Regions from separate parts of the Mus musculus genome. Here all the other regions are linked to region 1. Evidence: chromatin contacts called from public ChIA-PET, Micro-C and promoter capture Hi-C data. All regions are on one chromosome and are shown on one strand. Each heading gives the region's core, a stretch centred on a gene start, on an enhancer-like site or on the middle of the called end of the contact. The rest is flanking DNA. Distances are from core to core; before and after follow the strand shown.

Region 1 (4,541 bases), core at 452-2,951:
CACACAGCTGGACTCTGAACTCTAAACATGCACCATGGCACAGATGTCCACACACAATAACAAGTAACTTGCTTCCTGGCGGTGACGCCCTCCCTCTGAGATTATGCCTCACTCGCAAGGGTCTCCTTCATCACTCTCCAGAAGAGGAGAAGAGGAAACACAAGAAAAAGCGCCTGGTGCAGAGCCCCAATTCCTACTTTATGGATGTGATATGCCCAGGATGATATAAAATCACCAGTCTTTTTTTAAAATTAATTTATTTATTATATGTAAGTACACTGTAGCTGTCTTCAGACACTCCAGAAGAGGGTGCCAGATCTCATTACCGATGGTTGTGAGCTACCATGTGGTTGCTGGGATTTGAACTCAGGACCTTCGGAAGAGCAGTCAATGCTCTTAACCGCTGAGCCATCTCTCCAGCCCAAGTAACTCTTAAACGATACTTTACTTCTTATTTACTTACTTTTGAGATAAGATCCCCTGTAACCCAGGCTGGCCCAAATTGTAGCTGAAGATGACCTTAAACTTCTGATCCTCTACCAACCCTCTCAAGTGCTGGGATGACAGGCATGTGCCACCATGCCCCATCTATACAAAGCTGGGGGTGGAACCAGAAGCGTGGGTGTATGCTAAGCAGGCACTCCATCAGTTGAACTATATCCCAGACCCCGGGGATGCTTTTTATTTCAAAAGAAAACTCCCAATGGATTCATTTTCAGTTAGGAGGTGAGATTCTTCTCAAAATGCAGGACTTACCGTAGTTATTGGAATAGAACAGCGGAGGAAGGACTGTCTGTCTCCATCAGAGCAGGTGCTGGGCTCCCTGTCAGCCAGCTTGGACTACATACCTTTGTTTTTTTCTATAATAGAATGGAAACAGAGGCACACAGACACCGGTTGGTATAAGGTACACAGCCCCTACCCCCAATACGAATATTTATTTCCCCAGCCTACCCCATCAGGCCTGAGGGACTTTCAGGCAAAGGAAGTGACTTACCCAGGTCCTACACACCCGAGTCACAGTCAGAGTCAGCCCTGGGACTCTGAACACTGACAGCCAAGCGCTACTTCCCGTGTCTTTCGCTAGCTGTTACGCTGCCACGTGAACGAGCTTTTGTGGGAGCATTTCAGCCAGCCCAGCCCACCGTGGGCTGCTTTGGGTGCAATCTTCTTGGGAGACAGCTTCCAAGTTTCCTCCTGGGCTAGAGGGACAAGCATCATCCTCGGGCCTGGGGGGTGGGGTGGGAGGCTAGCGATGGGGGGTGGGGGCGGCGGACAAGAGACAGCGAGCAAACACTTTGTGTAAAGTCACAAAGCCTGGGCATACAGGAGGCAGCAACAAATATCTGTTGACTATGGATAGTCTAAGTAGCTCTGAGCCTGCCAGAGGCGTGAGAATGCTCAGATGGTCCCATCTGGGGAAAGGGCCTTTGCTGTGCCTTCCAGGACTGGCGGAACTTCCTGGGGGAGAGAAACCGTTTCTCTCCTCGAAGTTTCAGAGTTTCAGGTGGCAGGTTGACTCTTTCCCAGATTGGGGCGACAAGAGACTTACACTTAGGAGTGGGGGTCGGGGCTTCAGTCCTCACCAAAAGCGAATTCGCGCTGTATTAGCCACGAGGGGGCGGGGCGGGGCGGGGCCAAGGTGGCGGGGTGAGGGGACCCAAGGAGCTTCATAAAGCCACAGCAAAGGCCGCCGCGCCGCTAGTGACAGCGCGGGCTGCAGAGAAAGCCCAGGAGCAGCTGCGCGCCTATCCAACGCGCGCTCAGGAGCCAAGCGTCCCAGCTCCCGCTCCAGTGAAGTTTCATTGGTCTTCGGACGCCGCCCCCGTCGCCCCAGCCCTAAGGACCCTCGGGTCTCTTCGACGGCTGCTGGAAGGCGCCCAGCCCGCCTCGGATGGGCATCGTGGAGCCGGGCTGCGGAGACATGCTGACCGGCACCGAGCCGATGCCGAGTGACGAGGGCCGGGGGCCCGGAGCGGACCAACAGCATCGTTTCTTCTATCCCGAGCCGGGCGCACAGGACCCGACCGATCGCCGCGCAGGTAGCAGCCTGGGGACGCCCTACTCTGGGGGCGCCCTGGTGCCTGCCGCGCCGGGTCGCTTCCTTGGATCCTTCGCCTACCCGCCCCGGGCTCAGGTGGCTGGCTTTCCCGGGCCTGGCGAGTTCTTCCCGCCGCCCGCGGGTGCGGAGGGCTACCCGCCCGTGGATGGCTACCCTGCCCCTGACCCGCGCGCGGGGCTCTACCCAGGGCCGCGCGAGGACTACGCATTGCCCGCGGGGTTGGAGGTGTCTGGGAAGCTGAGAGTCGCGCTCAGCAACCACCTGTTGTGGTCCAAGTTCAACCAGCACCAGACAGAGATGATCATCACTAAGCAAGGACGGTGAGTGAGGTGCGCGCCGAGCGCAGCGAGCTCGCAGGGCGGAGCCGGCGGGAGTCTGGCCTCGGTGGCCCGCCGGAACAACGACTTTCCTCTTTTTTTTTTTTTTTTTTTTTGAAATCAAAATTTGAAGCTGCAGGTTGCTGAGTCTTTGTGTTCGTAGACTGAGCTTCAGTTTTAGGAGACGGGGGAGCAGGGTTGCGGGGAGGGCACCGCAAGCTCCGGAGAGCCGCGGGTGCTGAGGGTATCAGAGGGCTCAAAAAGGATGATGCTGTGGGCGCAATTAGAAGTTACTTTGGTGCAGAGGAAAGGATGACTCTCGCTTCACCGAGAGTTGGCCGGTGGGGGGTGGGGGGTGGGGGACTGGAGGGGGTTAATTTGCTCCTTGCCTCAGTCTGGGATCTCAGTGGGCAGCGAGGAGTGTGTGTTATAGACCTGACTGACCGCCTTTCGGTCCTTAGGTATTCGGGAAATTGAAGTGTTGGGGGCAGAATATTTTTTGAGATCTCAGTGTGCCTGTTCCTTTGCTACTGCTGTGCTTAGGGTAGCTTTGGTGTATGGGGGAGGGGGGGAGCAGACTGGGATTTGGTGACATGGAGAAGCGGTCGCCAAGTTTCTTTTCCGGTCTTACTTTGAGATCATATGTCTAGAGAGGGAGAGAGAGAGAGAGAGAGAGAGGAGTGTGTGTGTGTGTGTGTGTGTGTGTGTGTGTGTGTGTGTTGTGTAGAGAGGTGGGAAGCAGCAAAACTTATAAAGGCACAAATAAATGCCGAGGGCCTGAACGTGCCAAGTTCAAGACCAGTTGCAGCTGGTGTCCAGTCTTGCACTGTGCTCTTTGAGGCTAGTCCCTAAAAATATGTCCACTTTCTCACCCAGCTATTCATCAGTCCAGCCTGGGGGAAGATGGAGGGGGTCCCCTAAGCCTGTTGCATTAGTGGTATGGTTTGTGGCTCAGCCTGCTGCTTCCGGATCGAGTCTCTTTGCTGAAGAAAGAGAAACTTGCAGTTTCTGAGGGGTCATTTATAGTATGCAACACCTCGAGTGGACCCTCTTGTGTCTTATGGGAAGAGGCAGCTACCTTTCCCAGTGAGGACCAGCCAGAACTTTGCCATTAGTGAGTTAGGATGTGCGGTATTAGGATGGAGACTCAAAATGTAATTGAGAGATTGCAAGGGTGGGGTTTCTGGGAGGGGGACAGAAACCCTTGCCGGATCCCAGGAGGCACTGCTAGAGTATATTCCCTTCGGATGATGTGGGGAGAGGGCAGATAGCTGCTAACTACAGCTGGTTTCAGGCTGCTGAGTTCTTCCTCGCGGGGATGAACTGAGAATAAAACATTTGATTGGTTTTTGGCTCATCCTTCATCCGCAAAGACTTCTGAGGAGTTTCCTCTGCTCCCCCAATCCTTCTCTGAGTGTCTCTGGCACTGGCCAGGTTGCTGGTCCTAGAGAATGTCTGAACTGGAAGGATCCAGAAGTCCCTGTCTCTCACTGCATAGAGAAACAGACCTAGAGACAGCAGGGGACTCTTCGGAGGTTCCCCAGCTGGGACCAGGCCTCAGATGGCACCTGTCTGCTCCTTTTTTCTCCATTCTCCACAGCCACCTACACTGTCTGAAAGCCCTGCGTGGTACACCCAAGTGCTTTCGCTTCCATTATTTCTAGGCGAGCCAGGCAGGGCTGGCCCGTTTCATACCCACGAATTCTGAGTTGCTGGGATAACCAGTGGCTTACGCTAGTCCCGCAGTAGACTAGGTGGGGCCTCTAACCATGGGACTTTCTAGTATGTCAGCAACAGGAGGCCCTCTCATCCCGGGGCCTGGCCAGTCCTCTCAATGCCTTGTCAGGCCTCAGCTCCTCCAGTCAGAGAGAGCATCAGCCACAACCTCAGTGATGGCTGAGCTGGGCTGGGGCCTGTCTGTCTGTGGGCTGGGTTGCTAGGGGAGGCATTTGGAGGGACACACTCTATATCACTGGGGCCTGTCTGTCTGTGGGCTGGGTTGCTAGGGGAGGCATTTGGAGGGACACACTCTATATCACTGGGGCCTGTCTGTCTGTGGGCTGGGTTGCTAGGGGAGGTATTTGGAGGGACACACTCTTTATCATTGGCCTGGCTCTATGGACTCCTCTCCTGTGTGCGCCTATAGGATTTTTTTCCCATGA
Region 2 (4,442 bases), core at 1,858-4,357, 170 kb before region 1:
CCAAGTTTTTATTGACGCTTATAGACTAGAAGAAGAGGCCTTTGTTTTGTTTTTTTGTTGTTGTTGGTTTTTTTTTTTTTGTTTATTTTATTTATTTATTTTTTGGTTTTTTGAGACAGGGTTTCTCTGTATAGTCCTGGCTGTCCTGGAACTCACTTTGTAGACGAGGCTGGCCTCAAACTCAGAAATCCACCTGCCTCTGTCTCCTGAGTGCTGGGATTAAAGGCGTGCACCACCATGCCTGGCGTACGCATCGCCATTCTTATTTTTTTATTTATTATATGTAAGCACACTGTAGCTGTCTTCAGACACTCCAGAAGAGCGCATCAGATTTCGTTACGGATGGTTGTGAGCCACCATGTGGTTGCTAGGATTTGAACTCAGGACCTTTGGAAGAGCAGCCGGCACTCTTAACCGCTGAGCCATCTCACCAGCCCACGCATCGCCATTCTTAATCCTGTGATTTAATAAAAGATTGTCTATAGTTGTAGGTTCACAGTTTCCCTGTGGGACAGATTTTTTTTGTACAGGAGAGACAGCACAGACTGAAGAAGAATTCTCTCTTGGCCTATTGTTTAGTTGGCTCAATAGCAACCAAGATGCACTTTGCTCAGGGCCTAGTACTGAAAGCAATAAAAGAAGTAGAGAGTGAGCTCTTTGAAAAGTAAATGAATCAGAAGGAAAATGAAAAGACTGAGGAGTGGTGGCTCAAGTCTGCAATCCCGGCACCCCAAAGGCTGAGGCCTCAGTGTGAGAGCCTGCCTTAAAGAGAAGAAACAACAGGGCACGGTGGTTTAGGACTTTAATTCTAGCACTTGGGAAGCACAGATGGGCAGATCTTTGAGAGTTAAGTGCCAACCAGTTTTCATAGTTAATTTCATGCTAGCCAGGGCTATATAGTGAGACCCTGTTTTTGAAAAAGAAAGAAAGATAGAAAAGTAGAGGAGGAGAAATGGAAAATAAAATAGGGAAACAAACCAACTGGTGGTGGGGCTGCTGCTGCTGCCTGTAAGGCTGAGGCAGGAAAACTGCTGAAAGGCTCCGTGCCAGGCTGCTCTATATAGTGATTTTGAGGCCAGCATAGGCTATAGAGTGAAACCCTGTCCAAGAGGAAAAAAAAAAAAAAACATTAAAAACAAAATAAAAAAAAAAGCAAGCCAGCTCTTGCTAGCTCATCCTACAAAGATCTACAAACCTAATATTCAATTGCAAAACATAAGACCAAGTCCACATGAATCGGCAGAGTTCCGGAGCTAATCGGAAAGGGCTAGAGCAGGGTGGAGTTCTGCAATGGAACTCTTCCTGGCAAGGTGAGGGAAGGGAGGGGCGCACATTTCACAAAAACGGATGAGCAGGCCACTGAAACACTCATTCCTGAGCAAATTAGCAATCTGTGAGGGCTAGACAGTAATCGAGTTAGACTGTAGAATTGATGTTAAAGGGTAAACAGCTCATAGGCAGCCTTAGATGGTTATAAATCAATTTTGCTTTGACAGGAGGAAGCCTTTTGTTTTTTTTTTTTTTTTTAAATGCAAACATTTTGAGGAGATCATACACAGTTGGATTAGAATAAACCAAACTGGCAGAATTATGAAGGAAGCTGTTTATAATGTTCTCAAGGAGAAAACCAGAAACAACTGGGTCTCAATTCCAGCTCCACCAATTATTAGCTGTACACAGGTCTAGAGCAAGTCATGATCTTTCTATGTGCCTGTTTTTGCATATATAAAACAGGTTGGGGGTCCACCTCACAGAGCGTCTGAGAGATAAAATGAACGTGTAAAGTGTTAGCAAGTATTCCAGACATATTAAAGGCCCGTCTCTTTAAGAATTGCATCTGTGTTTCTAAAAAGCACGTAGGATTTTTGGAGGAAAGCAGGGCAGGTTGAGGATCCACAACTGTGCTGCCCAATACAGTAGGCATTAGCCATGTGTTGCCCTGGCTGTCCTAGAACTCACTCTGTAGTGAAGGCTGGCCTCAAACTCAGAGAGATCTGCCTGCCTCTGCCTCCAGAAGCCAGTACCACCACTGCCAGGCACCTCATTAGCATCTTTAAAATGCATTACATGATGAAATTATAATCTGAATATATTGGGCTAGGGAGATGAGGTGCAATAACTTCTGTTGTTTTAATTCTATCTAGTGGCTCACAGTGTCATGTCTGTAGGACAGTGCTTGTTTAGTTTTGACTCTACCTTACAAGTTTCTATAAAAGAAATACGCTTTTAGGAATATTTTTGCCTTGATTTAAACATAGGTCTTAGAGATAACTACAGAATGGAGGGAGCCACAGTTAGGATACTTTTACAGAAGTCACAACTGGTAAAGGGTCTTTTCAGTTAAAAAAGCAGAAACAAAAACAAGGGGCGTGGGGGTGTGGCTCAGTGGCATGGCGCTTGCCCAGCCTGTGTAGAGGCTTTGAGTTCAAAGCCTAGCACCACAGGAAGGGAAAAATCCGGAAACAGACAGTTGATCATTATTATCATCTGTGTTTTCTTAATCAAAATCTTACTGTGTGCCCAGACCATTCTGGAACTCACTCTGTAGTCCAGGCTGGCCCATGATGATCGTCCTGCCTCAGCCTCCGTGCCCAGCAATGAAGCATCTTGTTTTAAATATGAAATCGTGGGATCCTGTATTTCTAGTCTTTGAAACCACTCTCCTAAAAGGTCTAGATTTCACTGGTTGGAGCGACCTTGAATAACTAAGTGTTTCCTCGGAAAACTGTTTTCAGATCATCCCTTCAACTGGCTATTTCCTAGGGAAAAAAAAAAGCCTCAGGTCGGGCTCACACCGCTGAGGTGGAATGGCTCTTTCCACGCGTCCCCTACCCCCCCGCGCTGACTTGACCGCTGCGTAGGCTTCCATTTTCCACAGAGCTCCTCCATGCCCTTCGTGGCTCTTTCCTGCCACCGGCCGACGACAGGTGCAGCGCCAAGCGCCTCCTCTCGCCTTCCCCGTTCGCCGACCGCGGCCTCGCCGCCCCGCCCCGCCCTCGGCGCGCGCCCTCAGCGGGGTCGCGCCCGCCCCGCGGGGTCGCGCACGCAGCCGCCGCCGCCTCCCTCCCCGCCCTCCTCCCCTGCCCTCCCCTCCGCCCCCTTCCCCGTAGGCAGCCCGCCCGCACCGCCGCCCGCCCGCCCGCCCGGCCCAGGCACCCGCTGGGTCTGTCCCCCGCCCCAGCCTCCCCGGCGGCTCTCGGCAGGCGGTCGCCCGCGCCCGGTGAATGTGGCTGGCAGCCGCCGTCCCCTCCCTCGCTCGCCGCCTGCTCCTCCTCGGCCCTCCGCCTCCTCCCCTCCTTCTCCTCCTCAGCCGCTCCTCTCGCCGCCGCCGCCGCCTCCACAGCCTGGGCCTCGCCGCGATGCCGGAGAAGCGGCCCTTCGAGCGGCTGCCCGCCGAGGTGTCGCCCATCAACTACAGCCTCTGCCTCAAGCCCGATTTGCTGGACTTCACCTTCGAGGGCAAGCTGGAGGCCGCCGCCCAGGTACTGCGACCCTCGGGCGCCGGGGGGCGAGCAGCGGGCGGGCGGGCGAGCAGTTAGGCCGCGCCCGCGGGCTGGGTTGGAGGCCGGGGCGGGTTGGGCGCGTGGGCCGCGGGACCGAGCGGGAGGCGGGTGCGGCGCGCCCCTCGAGCCGGCCGGCCGGGCGGGGACCGCGCTGCGGGAGTCTGCGGGCGGTGCGCCCCTCGGGGGGCCAGCACACCTGTGTGCAGCGCCCCTGGTCCCCGCCTTCCGGGCCCCGAGCTCCGGGAGAGGCTGGGTGGGGGCTGGGGAACTAGAAGGGGCTAGGACTGCCTGCTCGGTGGCACCCCTGCGGACTGCGTTCTTTCCTGGTCGTCCCTTTACTCCGCCGGGGATAGGTTGGAAGGGGCGGTCATCAGGCACTTGAGAGCGAGGAGGGGCGAGTCTAGAAGGTTGGGGGCAGGGGGGAGTGGAGCGAGAATGTTAATCCCAGGCAGCCTCACCGAGTTCTCCCGGCCTGATCCTGCCCAGGGGCCGGGTTTCCAGGATGATCCGCCCCCTCCCCCTTCCCCTCAAATGACAGTGCAGCAGTGACTTTGTTCTCCCCTAACCTCCAGAGAAGCCGCGGAGGACCCTAGCTCCTCTTCTCCTATCCGCCTTGCTCTCGCAACCTGTGAAGCTGGTGGATTTATTGCTTCAGTGGCGGTTGCTTAGCAGTCCCCTCTTCTGAAAGAAAGCTCTCAGTCTTAGCCTGCCACTGGTGAAAATATTCCATTACTCTTCTTTGCAGTTTTTTTGGTGAATCATACGCTCCTCCCTCCTCCCCGAAGCATTATCTGGCAGTATTGTTTGATTTCGGAGACCATCCATATAGATGGCTCACAGAGGTCTCAAACGGTTACGATAAATAACCATGGGTATGATGTGTTACGTGAGATCGGAAATGAAAATTGGGAGCTGTTTGATAGCTATCTGTGACAGGAG
Region 3 (4,609 bases), core at 752-3,251, 250 kb before region 1:
AACAAAACAAAACAAAAGCCACCAATTCAAGTTTAAAACAGATTCAGAACTACAACTCACAATGTTATACCACAAGGTAAGACTCATTCATGGCTGCAAAAGCTGACAGCTTTCCAAACTGACACTACAGAACTATGTCCCGACAGTAAAAGTCTAGCCACTTCTTAGAAATTCAGGGGAACAACTCACCATTTAAGTTTGGAATTGCCATTAATTGGACTAGAAGTCACTGTGTATACCTCACCTAGACCTCTCACCTCCGTGTGAAAGTGAGAGAGTCAGCACAACGCCATTCAGAAAGTGGTCAGCACACAGGCTTTAGACAGCAAATATCCAGGAACAACCAGAATATTAAGGGAGCTGCCCAGCTAATTGCTGGCCAGACTCCTCGGGCTATTTGCATGCTTGTACTTGCGAAGAGAGTGAAGGCTGGTGCACTGAGAGAACAAGCAAGACGATCAAGATAATAACAGGCAGGTGATTGACACCAGCTTTTCGGCCCCAAGGCCACACATTTCCAGCAACCTTCAGCAATGGTAGTAATAACAGACATGGGAGGGGTGCTTAAAAAGTGGGGCCGGAACAGGGATGGAAGGTGAGGCCGGGCTTCAGATCATCCCCAGCAAGAGACGCTAACCCACTGAGAAGTGTCACAGAGTGTGAACTCTCCGAGAGTTGAAAGCTGTTTCCACAATTAGCTCTGACCTAATGCGAGATGTCACCACCTTTAATCCCAAGTGTCTGCCTCCTCCTGAAGTCCACAGCTCAGCTCTAACAGTATCGTGTTGGCAGTAGGGGAAAACGAGGGAAACGAAACAAGAAATGGAACTTTGTCGCTTGCCCACCCCCAACCCCCAAGCCAATCTCACCTCCCCGTATCCAGCTCCCGGACCGCTGAGCCTCCCATGTCGGTCAGGCTCGCAGCTGAAGCTGCCAGATCTCCCGAAGGCCTCTTGCCGGTCCCATCCCCGCCGCCCGAGCCGCCGTTACAGCTCTTCGTGCGAAACAGGCGACTGAGGCGGATTTTGAAGGAGCCCTTCCGAGAAGGGCCTGCGAGAGGCCGGAGGGGCCCGGGAGGCGGCGGCGGTGGGGGAGGTTGCTGCTGCTGCTGCTCCCCTCGGCTCAAGCGCCCTGGAGGGACCAAGTCCTGCAGCGGAAAGGGCACCGGGGGTAGTTCGGGACCCGGAGGCTGCAGAAGCAGCCGGCCACCCACTCCTCCTCCTCCACGGCCGGGGCTGCTGAGCTCCTCTTCCGAGCAGCTGTTAGTCTCCAGGCTCTCGGCCTCCGATTCCAAGCCCTCCAGGACCAGCAGCGCGTCGCTCGTCTCCGTCGGGTCCTCCCCGGCCTGCGGGGCGGCAGCAGGCGGCGGGGGTTGCGGCGGCGGCGGCTGCGGGGGACACGGGCACGGACAGCAGCCTCCGCCGGCAGTCTTGATCCCCGGCCCCGCCGGCTGTCCGAGCCCCAGGGCCGCCAGCTGCGCCTCTAGTCCAGCCACGGGACCCCAGGTCCGCTCGAGCGCCAAGCCCGGCGGGAGGGCCTTGGGATCCAGCGCGCAGCGGTGCCGGGGACACAGCAGTTCCGAGGGTCCCGGCTCCCGGGCCGCCTCCGCGTCCTCCTCCTCCGGCGGCCGCCCCACGTTGCGGAACACCATCAGCTGAGGCGGCCGGGCGCCCCGCGAGCCGGGCCGCGCGAGGAAGGGTGGTGGCGGCGACGGGCCATGGCTGTGGCCCGGGGGCGGCGGCGGCGGCGGCGGGCCTGGCTCGGGGGCGGCCTCTCCATAGCCGAGGAGGCGGCTCAGGACCCGGTACGAAGCGGCCGCCGCCGCCGCCTCGCCGTCCCGGAGCTCGGCCCCCTGCATCGGGGTGGCGAAGGGAGGGAGGGCGGGCGGCTAGGAGCCGGGCTGGGTGGGGACTAGGCCGGGCCCCGCCGGAGCCCCGCCCGCCGCGGCCCCCGGAGCGACAGCGCTAACGGCCGCCGCGGCCTCTGCCTCATAGAGGGGGCGGGGGGGGGGGGGCGCGCGGAGCCCAGCGCGAGCCCAGGCCGCGCGCTGCCGCCGAGGACCGCCCCTAGACGTCACTTCCTGTCCAGGGCCCGCCCCCTTTCCCCAGGGTGCGCAAGCGTCGGACTCCACTCTGCCTGACGTTTCTCTTGGCCCTGGTAGCTATTGGCCGTCTGCTGCATCTGGGGCCTCCGTGGTCTCCGGCACCGACCCCTGCTTTTTCACTTCCTGGGCGCCCGGGCCCTGTCCACCGTCCTGTGTAGAGCAGTGCAGGCCTCGGGACCCGGGTCTGGACCTGGGAGAGGGTCGTGGACCTTGGCACTGTCTGGGGGTCTTGTCCTGTCCATGCTGCCTGGAGTGTGTGACCTTGGCCAAGTCATTTCATTACATCTGCATCCTCTTTCCTAGCATCCGATGAACTGTGGAATGACTACATGAAAATGGGTTGTAGAGCCTGCAGTGTGCTCTTCCGTGCCAAAACAACTGGATCTTTGAGAAGACAAGAGTGTGTATATAGTTAGCATAATCTCATCATGAATTTGAAATGAAGAATGGATATACACAATTCCAAGAAATGAAGATATACAATAGCCAATTCTGTACGACTGATGGCCAAATACATCCTTCCACTGATTGTTGTCATAGTGTATGTCATGTTGAGGATAGAATCCAAGACGTGGCACGTGCTAAGCAACAGTTCCATCACCAGACCTCATTCCCAGCCCTTCCCAAAATGATGACAAGTGACCAAGGACTGCAATTGTAACAAGAATTTTTACTAATATTTTCCTCTGTTGATGAAAGAGAACAGTGAAAAAGCAAAACCTGATCAAATCATCAATCATGGGGGCAACTTTGCTGAGTCGGAATTGGTTTCAGTGACGGGGAAGAGTTCCTTCAACGTTTTTGTGCCATTGCTAATGTAACACCTACAGATAGATGTACAGGAGATGTAAATCAGAATCGCTGTCATAATCTCCATCACTTAAAAAAAATGTATGTGTATGCACATGTGTGTGCAGAATCCGAGAAAGGGCATCAGATCCCCTAGACCTAATTATTAGCTGCCCCAAGTCCCTGGACATGGGTGTTGAGAGCTGAGTTCTGACCCTCTGCAAGAGCAGAACAAGCCGTTATCTGCTGAGCTAGCTCTCTAGGCCCCTCCATCTCTCTTTCTTTCTTTCTTTCTTTCTTTCTTTCTTTCTTTCTTTCTTCCTTCCTTCCTTCCTTCCTTCCTTCCTTTCTTTCTTTCTTTCTTTCTAGACAGGGTTTCTCTGTGTGGCCCTGGCTGTCCTGGAACTCATTCTGTAGACCAGGCTGGCCTTGAATTCAGAATCATGTCTGTGCTGGGAATGAAGGAATGTGCCATCACCACCCAGCTCCCTATACCCCTTTTGTTTTTCAGACAGGGACTCTCACAAGTATCAGGACTTAAGTTTGGATCCCCAGCACAGTATAAAAGCCAGGCAGAGCAGCATGTGTCTGTGATCTTCGCACTTGATGTGGGGTGGATCCCGGGAGCTCCCTCACCAGTCAATCTAGCCAAATTGATGAACTCCAGAATCAATGAGGAACAGGCACATTACAGAGCCATCTTCCCAGCCCAGTGGGGTCATTCTGAAATAGAAATTTGCTCACAGCCTGTGATTGTAAAGATGTATTTACATATATTTCTCTGCACACCAAAAGACAGCATCAGACCCATTACAGATAGTTGTGAGCTGCCACGTGGAGTCCTGGGAATTGAACTCAGGACCTCTGGAAGAACAGCCAGTACTCTTAACCACTGAGCCATCCCTCCAGCCCCACAGCCTGTGATTGTAGTTGTTCATGCTTTCTGCATTCTTAGGATAGAGAGAAAACCCTCTATGTGACATATAGGGTCCTAATGGTTTTGCCCTGCCTACGTCTTACTCTTACACATTGCCCACCAAGCTGTATCTTGTCTGTTCAGTTCTGCTAACACCGTTCTTTTTAAGACTTATTTATTATTATACATAAGTACACTGTAGCTGACTTCAGACACACCAGAAGAAGACGTCAGATCTCATATTAAGGGTGGTTGTGAGCCACCATGTGGCCGCTGGGATTTGAACTCAGGACCTTTGGAAGAGCAGTCAGTGCTCTTACCCGCTGAGCCATCTCACCAGCCCAGTTACACCGCTATTTTCAACATTCATGGGCATTCTTCTGTTATTTGCCACTGCTACCCCTTTTTTCTCCTGCAGTGTCAGGACACAAATCCAGTGTTTATATCTCCAAAGCAAAGCTGCAGCTTGACCAGTGGCCAGCATCTCCCACCTAACTAAGCTCCATTCTCAGATAAGTTTTCTCTCGGGTTTGTGCTCAGTGAACTGGCCAGCCTTCAGACTGAACTCTCTCCTCACCAGACCGGGGAGATGTACGTTCTCTCTCAACTTCAAGACCCAGTCTCTGTTACGCTTAATTGCACATGTGTGATTTGATTAACACTCTGTCCAGACTAGAGAGATGGCTCAGTGGTTATCACTGACCACTCTACCAGAAGACCCAAATTCAATCCCCAGCTCCCACACAGGGGAAGCTCACAGCTCCCAGTCCCAGGTGACTGCATCCCTCTAGCTTTCACGT
Region 4 (4,581 bases), core at 1,325-3,824, 200 kb before region 1:
GTAATTCTTTAAGGGATATTTGTGTTTTGTCATTAAGGGCTTCTACCTGTTTACCTGTGTTTTCCTGTATTTCTTTAAGGGAGTTATTTATGTCCTTCTTAAAGTCCTCTATCATCATCATGAGAAGTGATTTTAGATCCGAATCTTGCTTTTTTGGTGTGATGGTGTATTCAGGACTTGCTATGTTGGGAGAATTGGGTTCTGATGATGCCAAGTAATCTTGGTTTCTACTGCTTATGGCTTTTTTTTTCCCCCCAAGACAGGGTTTCTTTATATAGCCCTGGCTGTCCTGGAACTCACTTTGTAGACCAGGCTGGCCTCAAACTCAGAAATTCACCTGTCTCTTCCTCCCAAGTGCTGGGATTAAAGGTGTGTGACGCCACGCCCAGCTCTTTATTTATTTATTTATTATTTTTTTATTGCTTATGTTCTTACACTTGCCTCCTGCCATCTGGTTATTGCTAGTGCTACCTGCCCTCGATATATCTGACTGGAGTCTGTCCTTCCTGTGATCCTGGTTGTGTCAGAACTCCTGAGTCCAGCTGTCTCTGTGATCCTGGGATTCTGGGATCCTGTAATCTTGGGCGTGTTAGAGAGCCTGGGAGTGGAGCTTCCTCTGGGTGTTGTGGGACTGGCTGCAGAGTTCAGGCCCCACTTATTTATAATAATAAATAAATCTTTGGGCCTGAGCAAGTGAGGTTGACTGGAGTGAGCAGAGGTCCTAAATTCAAGTCCTAACAACCACATAAAGGCTCACAACTATCTGTACAGGTACAGTTTACTCATATACATAAAATAAATAAATAAATAAATAAACAAATAAGGATGACCTCATGAGCAGGACTAGAGGTACAGCCCTAGGTCTCAGCTACTATTTATGTAGGAGGATCCACCTGTGGTAAAGGCAAAAGGAAAGGGAGAACAGGAGTGTGTAGCTCAGCGGTAGACTGCTTGTTTAGTTCTATATCTAACCCCAAGTTCTGTAAAAACAAAACAAAATTGACTTTTTGAAATATAGTTTATAAAAGTAAATCATTACTGAGGGTGAACTTGGTGGTTCATTCTTTTTTTTAATCTTTTTAAAAAAGACTTACTTATATGAGTACACACTATAGCTGTCTTCAGACACACACACCTGAAGAGGGCATCGGATCCCATTACAGATGGTTGTGAGCCACTAATGGTAGTGAGGTTTCTGGGAATTGAACTTAGTACTTCTGGAAGAGCAGTCAGTACTCTTACCCGCTAAGTCATATCTCCAGCCCCACTTAGTGGTTAATTTATTGCTATCAATCAGAGTCTAAAGCATACACCAGACCTCTGACAATAGAGAACTGAACCAGGATCCCAGAAATAGTTCCTTACCTGTACAGGCCAAATGTATAGGGCGCTCCAACCGTTCCTGTGGAATGACCAATCCCGCTTTCCTGGCATACTCCAAAAACTCCTTCTCTGTTTTGTACTTGGGTTCAGGAGTTGGGGGTCTAAAACGGCTTTTGGTTTTAACTTGAACTACAGTTGTGGACTGAGTCACCAGAATGGGCTGGGAGATGAAAAAAAAAAGTTAGCGTATAGGTGATTTGGAAAGGATAAATCTATCTTGAGCAAACTGTTTGCAAAGTCTTATAGAAAGACATCCCATTAAAGAATGCTTCAGGAGTTATGAAATGACTATTATGGAGAAACGATATTACTTTTTGAACACCTAGGGATGGCTTTTGCCACAAGCCAATTAATAACCTGTATTCACATCAATCAACAGTAAAAACTTTCCTTTAATACATTCTGCAGTACTACTGTATACAGAGATGATTAAAGCAGAGGTCCTAGTGCCAAAGAACTTTCAGTTTAATTGTAAACCTCACTTAACCCATTTCTGAAAAGAGTGGAATGCTATTACTAAAGCATTAAACAAGATCTCCCTGGCATTTCCCCCACACTTCTGTTTTGCTTTTTCAGAAGCAAATTGCTTCTAGCTCCTAACTGACCAATAAACTTTTACGAAGTCAGGTGACCTTTTCCCTCTAGGATAAGACAAAACTCCTATCCTTTTCAAAAAAAAATTTTTTAAGAATGTAAAAGAGCTGGTTCATCTTCCAAGCCATTACTTTCCTTTTTAACATCTTCTCTCCAAAGACTAGAATTAACGTAAAGAAGCTTAATGCTCAGCCTCGTCTAGGCTGTCTAGAGAGACTTGTCTAGAGGGGATCGCATACACCTCAAATTCTTCTCCAGATGAAGTCTGACTCGTATGGTCCAAACTCAGCAACGCCCACAGCATGATTATTCCCCTCTACTCTATCCTCCTCTTTGTGTCCCTAAAAATTTCATTCGCTTCATTTCTACCCACCTGCCGAGACCACCATCCCAAAGTCCTGTATAAGGAGGACAAGCCCCGAGGTACGGGGGCCGCCATTTTGCTCGCGCAAAGGCCGCCGGGATGCTAGCCTAGCCGCAGATCACCGAGCCGGAGAAAAGGCGCAGAGGGCGGAGCGAGCTGGGGAGTGGAATTTTCCAGGGCGCGCGCCCCAGGCCGAAAGGTGAGTCGCGCGCACGCGCACGCTCTCCAGGGGAGGGGCGCGCGGGCACGCGCAGTGGGTTCGCGCGTGCGCAATGAAACCACTTTGGAAGTAGGGTAAACCGCACGGCTGTCACGCGCCAGTCGGAGACGGGGAGAGCCAGCTGCGCCTGCGCAGGAGGCTTCTGTGGGACTCTGGTTGCTGCATTCCTGGTTCCTTAACACATTGTTACACCTTATTTACAATCGGTGAAAAAAACGAAAAAGTGCTTCCCTCTGAAATCAGAAGCCTTTAAGATAAGTGTTTTCTTTCATTACAAGGAATTCACTGGAGGTATTTAGGGCGAAAATGATAGTTTCTGGGTGTGTTTCTGACCTCAAAATGCAGTATAACCTTAAACCTTTAACCAACCTAGTTTTCTATGTGAAAATTCTTTCATACCTTTCCGTTAGGGAAGCTGACCGCTGTGATTACTGAAAAGCAAAAGGCACGTGGGTTAACAAGAATCTGTCATTTCCCAAAACATATCATTTCCAAAAATACCACTTACCAAATTTGGTAATAACTGGTATTTCAAAATTGTTTACTAGGCGCCTGGCAATTTAAGCATTTTACATATATCAACTTAATCCTCACCACAAGCAATAAATATTCCTGCTTTTACATATATGGTTGGGCCAGAGATACTAAATATGTAATTCAAATTTAAACAAATAATTGGCAGAACTGAGAGTCAGGTACATAGAGTTTAACAACTCCAAAATCGCTTCACATTCAGTGGTTAAAGGAATCCCAGTGTGATAACCAGGTCATCCTGGAGCCACACAGACTATGTAACACATCCTAACCCATGTCTGCCTGGCCTCTGCTCAGTTTCTCGGCTACTGCAAGCTAATTCCCTATCAGTACCTAATATGATTTGGTTCACTCTGAGATGGATTCTTAGGTGGTCACTGTTACTTTTGATTAGCTGTTTTGGAAAATTTGAGGCATGGTGGCGCACCCCTTTAGTCCCAGCACTCGGGAGGCAGAGACAGGCAGATTTCTGAGTTCGAGGCCAGCCTGGTCTACAAAGAGAGTTCCAGGACAGCCAGGGCTACACAGAGAAAACCCTCCCTCAGAAAAATACAAACAAACAAAAACTAAAAAAGAAAATAGAAACTATAGAGATGGCTCAGGTGTTAAGAGTCCTTGCTGGGCTGGTGAGATGGCTCAGTGGGTAAGAGCACCCGACTGCTCTTCTGAAGGTCAGGAGTTCAAATCCCAGCAACCACATGGTGGCTCACAACCATCCGTAACAAGATCTGACTCCCTTTTCTGGAGTGTCTGAGGACAGCTACAGTGTACTTACATTAAATAAATAAATCTTAAAAAAAAAAAAAAAAAAGAGTCCTTGCTGCTCTGGCAGAGGACCCAAGTTCGGGTCCCAGCATCCACATGGTGACGCATATGCCCCTGTAAATCCAATTCTAGGGGATCTGATGCCCTCTTCTGGACTTTGAGGGCATTACACACATGGTACACATAAAGATAGGCAGCTAAGCATCCACACACATTTAAAAATCTCTTAAACAACAGTGAAAAGGAAATCCTATAAGGCAGACTTTTCTTTCCCATTTTTCCTAGTGAGACTTTTGTTTGTTTGTTTGTTTTGTTTTGTTTTTTCCAGACAGGGTTTCTCTGTATAGACCTGGCTGTCCTGGAACTCACTTTGTAGACCAGGTTGGCCTCGAACTCAGAAATCTGCCTGCCTCTGCCTCCTGAGTGCTGGGATTGAAGGTGTGCACCACCACGCCCGGCCTAGTAAGACTTTTAAATTGAACCTAAAGAATAGGAGTCCTTGTTAGCAGCAGGGTGTGTGTGTGTACATGTATGTATATGTATACACACAAACATACAACACACACACACACACACACACATATATATATATATATATATTGGGGGGGGGTTCAGACTCACGACAAGAGGCTAAGTTGGATATTTAATATGCCAAAGCAGACCTGGGCTCCAGGTTCTCCCAGCATCCCTTAGTCCTTACCTGTTACAGGGCATGGCTGGC
Region 5 (5,096 bases), core at 1,535-4,034, 200 kb after region 1:
GCCCCTGCTGTGCCCTGGTGTTGGTTCAAGGAGGAGAGATACCCTTGGAGGGTGTGGCAGGGCCGGGCCTCGTGGGATGTCCCAGGGAACTTGCACCACGTTATTGGAACCCAGTGTTTAATCATAGGGGAGTCTGAGCAATTCCACTTGCTTGAGTCAGCATCCTGACATGGGAGCCAAGTTCCCATGAGAGCTCTGAAGAGGCCCTCAGTTCCTCTCTGTGGACTATTTCCAGGGATACCTCTCAACTTACTTTGTAATGATAATGATTATATATTTTATATGTGTGTATAGTTCACAAACCATGAGATCACGTAGCTACAATATGCTGTCAACTGTAAAAAGTTCTGAACATTTAAAAAATATTTGTATTGTTTTTATTTTATGTGTATGAATGTCTGGCCTGTGTGTATGTGCATTAGAGTCCCCCTGGATCTGGAGTTACAGGTGGTTGTGAGTGGCCATGTGGATGCTTGGATGCTGGGAACTGAACCCAGGTCCTCTGCAAGAGCAGCCAGTGCTCTTAACTGCTGAGCCACCTCTCCAGTCCCCTAATTCTTTTCTTTTCCTTCTGTTTCTGAGACTGGATTTACCTATTCTGGATAGCCTCAAAATCACTATGTGGTCCAGGATGACCTTGAACATCTGAGCCTCCTGCCTCCACCTCCCACCTGCTGGGATTACTGATCTATGCCACCTCATATATGTGTGCTAGGGATGGAACCCAGGGCTTCAGGCACACAGGCTCTGCACTCTACCCACTGAGCTCCATCCTTGCCCTGCGCTCTGCATCTTTAGTGTGTTTATTTATTTAAGCCCCTAAATAGAAGCACCCTGAGATAGGCTTGCTGTTATCGCTACCTCGAGAGAACTGTGGCTATTGGAGAAGTGTGGAAACTGTCCAAATCTCACAGGGCCAGAATCTTGGTCTTCCCACTACAGCAGCACACCAGGCAGTTCAGTCCAGGGTCCACTAAGCCCTGAGTATTGTGTTGCGTTGGGGAGTGATTGAAGAAGGAACACGGTATCTAGAAATGCCGTCCCTAGGTCTGCAGGGTCACTGGGATTATGTCTTTCTCTCATCCTTTCAATCTTTCCACTTCTTGTTCAAATCTGAAGCCCGCCCTTGAACGGAGCTGCCACGACAACTCAGTTTGTGACTTTCCAAGCTGTCTTTCTTTTCAGGCTAATGACTGTCTGCAGTCTAAATACAGACTTGAGTACCTTCTGCACACTGTCCGCTTGACAGTCCCCAGCATTGCCAACTCCACAAGTTCAAAGCCCCTCCTCTCCAACACATGCTCCACAACTGGTGTCATTATCTCAGGTGGTGGCACTCCCACTCAACACTTCAGTGTCATCTTTGTGTGTGTGTGTGTGTGTGTGTGTGTGTGTGCTTTGTTTTTGGAGACAGGGTTTCTCTGTGTAGGTCTGGCTTTGCTGGAACTCACTTTGTAGACCAGGCTGAATTTGAACCCAGAAATCTGCCTGCCTCTGTCTCCCAAGCGCTGGGATTGAAGGCGTGTGCCGCCACTGCCCAGCTTGAGTGTCATGTTTGAGTCCTCCCTCCTCACCCATTTGGCCAATCTATTGCCAACGCCTGTCTGTTTTCCTCCTAAATTCTGCTTATCTCCTCCCTACAGCTTCTGACCTAGGTGAGGCCCAACCTCTCCCTTACAGCCTCCTAGTTGCTCTGGACACAGCCTTATTGCCCATTAGCCCATCCTCCTAACCAATATGTGTTATGTCCTTCCTTGTACCAAACCCTTCAGTGGTTCCTCTCTGTCTGCAGTGTGAAGTCCAAGTTCCTTAATGAGGGACTCTTTGTTACGATCCTTATATTTTTACAGCCTCCTCCCGGGTCACTGCCTTAAACCTTTTACTGTATAGAGGTGGGTCTGAGGTCAGCTATAGGTGGGAGACCTGTGTAGTGTCCTCTTGAGATCCCTCGTGAAACAAGGGACCTTGCACTTCACTTTGTCTTGGACCACGTATATTTTGCCGGTCTCCCCTGCTTGTCTTTCCCTGAACCACTCTTGCAGCTGTAGTTTTAAAGTTTGTGCAGTCTCTTCCATCAGAAACAGCCTTTCCACTCCACCAGGAACACCCGCCATCATCCTTCCTTCTGCAACTTTTTTTTTTTTTTTTTTTTTTTTTTTTGGCTTTTCGAGACAGGGTTTCTCTGTATAGCCCTGGCTGTCCTGGAACTCACTTTGTAGATCAGGCTGGCCTCGAACTCAGAAATCCGCCTGCCTCTGCCTCCCTGCTGGGATTAAAGGCGTGTGCCACCACGCAACTTTTTGTTTACTATTCAATGAGTGTTGCTTCCTCTCCCTTCCCTGTCCCAGTCGTCCAACAAGAATCGGGTGCTCAAAAATCGTATTTATCATAAATGGGAGGACAAAATGTGACGAGAGCCTCAAGAGACCTGTGACCTTCTATATGTGGTAAAGGGAGAAAATGGTGGGAAGAAAGTATTTTTTTTAACTACTTTCGAAACGCCATCGGGAAGGTGCTAGGACCTGTTCCGCGCATGTGTTCGTTCTCTAGCTGGGGGCTCCGCGCCAGGCTGATGAAAAAGCAGCCTAAAACGGCTCTTGGGTGCCCCCTACCGCCATCGTGCAAGTGTAACATCCCTTCCTGGAGATCACCCGGCCGGAGCCCGCCTCTCGCCTTCCATTGGCTGTCAGCTATTCTCCCGCCCCTCCGGTACTCAACCAATCAGAACATCGTGATGGGCGGGGCTTTCAGCAGAGGGGCGGAGCGTGGTCTTGGATTGGCTCCGCTGAAGACGGCGACGTGGCTGAAGGAGGCCGGTTTGTTTCGGAACTGAGGCTCAAGCACAGCCGCTCAGGATTGGTGCTAGGCTGGGCCGGGGTCTTTGGCCGGAAGCGGAAGTGGAGAAAGGATGCAGGTGTGGGGACCAGGGCTGGAGAAACTGGGTCTTCTCTGGGATTCCTGTCCTGCCTCCTCAAGTCCTCCCGTCCTCTGTCGGGTGCTCTGCCCCTGCAGGGTGGCGGTTGGACTCGTGGAATGAGCGCGCGCGAGGCGCATCGCCTTCCCGCGTTCACGCCCTCCCTCCCGGTCGTATTTCCCACCAGGACCATCAGCACGTGCCCATCGACATCCAGACCAGCAAGCTGCTCGGTAGGAGAGGGCGCCCCCGCGCGGTCGGCTCTCGGGGGAGGTCTGCTAGTTGCCCCCTGTCACCAACCAGCAGCCAGGAGCTGTGAAAGTCCCAGCTGAGGTGCTTTACTCCAGCGAACTGTTTGCTCTGCAAGGAAGGAAGCATGGAAAGTCTGTACTGGCTCCGTGTTTTCTACTTTTAACGTTTCTCACGTAGTATCAAATCGTATTCAGGCACACAGGACAAATGGATAGTGTTAAAGATGGACAGTTAAGCAAATGGCTGATCCATTTGAAACCTAAGTCTGTTTGGTTCTGTCTTCATGCATTTTGCATTATTTGGGGTGGGTAATCCTCTCCCATCTATTTAAAAAGTTTCTCTCCTTGGATTTAGGGAGAAGAGGGCCCTAAGACTCACATACAGACCTTTTATGCCAACCATGGTGGTTCACACTGGTAACCATAATACTTGGGAGGCCGAGGCAGGAGGATTGGTGGCAGTTCTCAGACAGCCTGGCTTGCATAGCAAGTACCAGCCTAGTACTCCCCGCCCCCCACCCCCACCCCCCCAAAAAACCTTTAGTCTTAGCACTCAGAAGGCAGAGGCAGGCCTTGGCCACATAGCAAGCACCAGGGCAGCCAGGACTACATGGAGAGACACTATTTCAAAAGAAAATGACAGAGAGACAAGAAGACCTTTTAGTGACCAGGCAGTCTCTGCATCTGGCTTACATCCCTCATTCTGTCACTTCTGGGGGTGTGTACAGCCCCTGGCCCTTGTGTTCACCAGATACGCCAGTCCACTGGTAACACGTCCTTAAGAGGGTGTTTGCCGACCTCAGCCCCTGGAGGAATTCTGGTGTCTGCTGTTTTCCTTTCTGACAACTTGAGAAGAACTCAGAGTCAGAATTTCTGATACTGTTGTTGCTTGAGAGAAATTAAGCGGTTGAAAGATTTGTTTTAAAGGAGAGGGAGTATTCAGTCCTTTGATGGACACTGGTGAGTCCTCCCAAGTGCCTGCCAGGCACGGGCCACCATGTATTCATAGTGTATGGGCACCCGCTGCATCTACCTGGGTGTGCCAGTTTGTCCTCGAGTCCTGAGAAGAACCAGTAGGACACCGCTCACCATGGAGCATTTGTTCCATCCCCGCTGCTATTTTATACTTGTCTTTGTTAAGATGAAATCACTAAGGTTTTGTGAGCCACTGCGAGGCACAAGGCTCGGTGCATAGGGCCTCATCTGATGTGTGGGGAAACTGAGGTACAGAGAGATGGAAAGGAACTGAGAGCCAGCAGGATGGCTCAGTAGGTAAATGTTCTTACCGGCAAGTCTGATGACCTGAGGTCAGCATCAGGACCCCTGTGATGGAAGGAGAGGCTTAGATCTCAAAAGTTGTCGTCTGACCTCCACTTGTGAGCTGTGGCACATGTGCATACATACATTTATGTGCATACAGAGTAAATAAAGTTAAAAACAGACGAGCGGGGCTGGTGAGATGGCTCAGTGGGTAAGAGCACCCGACTGCTCTTCCAAAGGTCCGGAGTTCAAATCCCAGCAACCACATGGTGGCTCACAACCATCTGTAACAAGATCTGACTCCACTCTTCTGGAGTGTCTGAAGACAGCTACAGTGTACTTACATATAATAAATAAATAAATCTTTAAAAAAAAAAAAAACAGACGAGCGACTAGGTTGGGCCATGATAGTGCACACCTTTAATCCCAGCACTGGGGAAACAGGCTTTCTGTGAGTTCGAGGACAACCTGGTCTATGTAGTGAATTCCAGAGGGCAACCTGGTCTACATAGTGAATTCCAGAACAGCCAGGGCTATGTAGAAAGAACCTGCCTTAAATAAATAAATAAATAAATAAATAAACCGTCAGCACCCTCCAGCCTTCGGGGCGCGGTAGGTGTTAGGGGCTTTGCAGTTGTTCGTTCATCCGGTACTTGGCATAACCACCTTGT

Evidence for each region. Hi-C and Micro-C count contacts between places; a contact is called where the count stands out from the background. ChIA-PET counts read pairs in DNA pulled down with a chosen protein or histone mark. Capture Hi-C pulls out chosen DNA fragments and counts their contacts.
Region 2: a contact with region 1 is called in a promoter capture Hi-C map of liver. The contact joins the promoter of Npepps here to the promoter of Tbx21 in region 1. A contact is called at or near these places in 1 of 484 Hi-C or Micro-C datasets (nephron progenitors), 2 of 115 datasets of contacts at active chromatin or transcription factors (embryonic stem cells and memory CD8 T cells) and 1 of 9 other capture datasets (liver).
Region 3: a contact with region 1 is called in a Micro-C map of embryonic stem cells, with 2.7 times the contacts expected there. The contact joins the promoter of Socs7 here to the promoter of Tbx21 in region 1. A contact is called at or near these places in 5 of 39 promoter capture datasets (the 3T3-L1 cell line, 3T3-L1-derived adipocytes, liver and 2 more), 1 of 484 Hi-C or Micro-C datasets (embryonic stem cells) and 2 of 115 datasets of contacts at active chromatin or transcription factors (embryonic stem cells and memory CD8 T cells).
Region 4: a contact with region 1 is called in an RNA polymerase II ChIA-PET map of memory CD8 T cells, with 16 read pairs. The contact joins the promoter of Mrpl45 here to the promoter of Tbx21 in region 1. A contact is called at or near these places in 1 of 39 promoter capture datasets (the SN4741 cell line), 1 of 484 Hi-C or Micro-C datasets (nephron progenitors), 1 of 115 datasets of contacts at active chromatin or transcription factors (memory CD8 T cells) and 1 of 9 other capture datasets (liver).
Region 5: a promoter capture Hi-C map of adipose tissue shows a contact between it and region 1. The contact joins the promoter of Cdk5rap3 here to the promoter of Tbx21 in region 1. A contact is called at or near these places in 1 of 39 promoter capture datasets (stem cell-derived epiblast-like cells), 1 of 15 datasets of contacts at CTCF or cohesin (the NIH/3T3 cell line), 2 of 484 Hi-C or Micro-C datasets (B cells and embryonic stem cells), 2 of 115 datasets of contacts at active chromatin or transcription factors (both in embryonic stem cells) and 2 of 9 other capture datasets (adipose tissue and liver).

The regions. Positions count from the first base shown.
Region 1 is chr11:97,112,491-97,117,031 of GRCm38.p6, reverse strand. It overlaps Tbx21 (T-box 21), which reads left to right and starts at 1,701. Exons shown (of 6, transcript NM_019507.2): 1 at 1,701-2,382. The coding sequence starts at 1,895.
Region 2 is chr11:97,279,241-97,283,682 of GRCm38.p6, reverse strand. It overlaps Npepps (aminopeptidase puromycin sensitive), which reads left to right and starts at 3,107. Exons shown (of 23, transcript NM_008942.3): 1 at 3,107-3,482. The coding sequence starts at 3,225. Gm11592 (a long non-coding RNA gene) reads right to left here and starts at 2,989. Exons shown (of 3, transcript XR_001780313.2): 1 at 2,542-2,989; 2 at 979-1,100; 3 at 374-457.
Region 3 is chr11:97,359,684-97,364,292 of GRCm38.p6, reverse strand. Socs7 (suppressor of cytokine signaling 7) reads right to left here and starts at 2,001. Exons shown (of 10, transcript NM_138657.4): 1 at 870-2,001. The coding sequence starts at 1,858.
Region 4 is chr11:97,313,709-97,318,289 of GRCm38.p6, reverse strand. It overlaps Mrpl45 (mitochondrial ribosomal protein L45), which reads right to left and starts at 2,574. Exons shown (of 8, transcript NM_025927.4): 1 at 2,351-2,574; 2 at 1,366-1,543. The coding sequence starts at 2,416.
Region 5 is chr11:96,914,202-96,919,297 of GRCm38.p6, reverse strand. Cdk5rap3 (CDK5 regulatory subunit associated protein 3) reads left to right here and starts at 2,784. Exons shown (of 14, transcript NM_030248.2): 1 at 2,784-2,914; 2 at 3,102-3,147. The coding sequence starts at 2,909. Gm11525 (a long non-coding RNA gene) reads left to right here. Exons shown (of 4, transcript XR_880186.3): 4 at 1-363.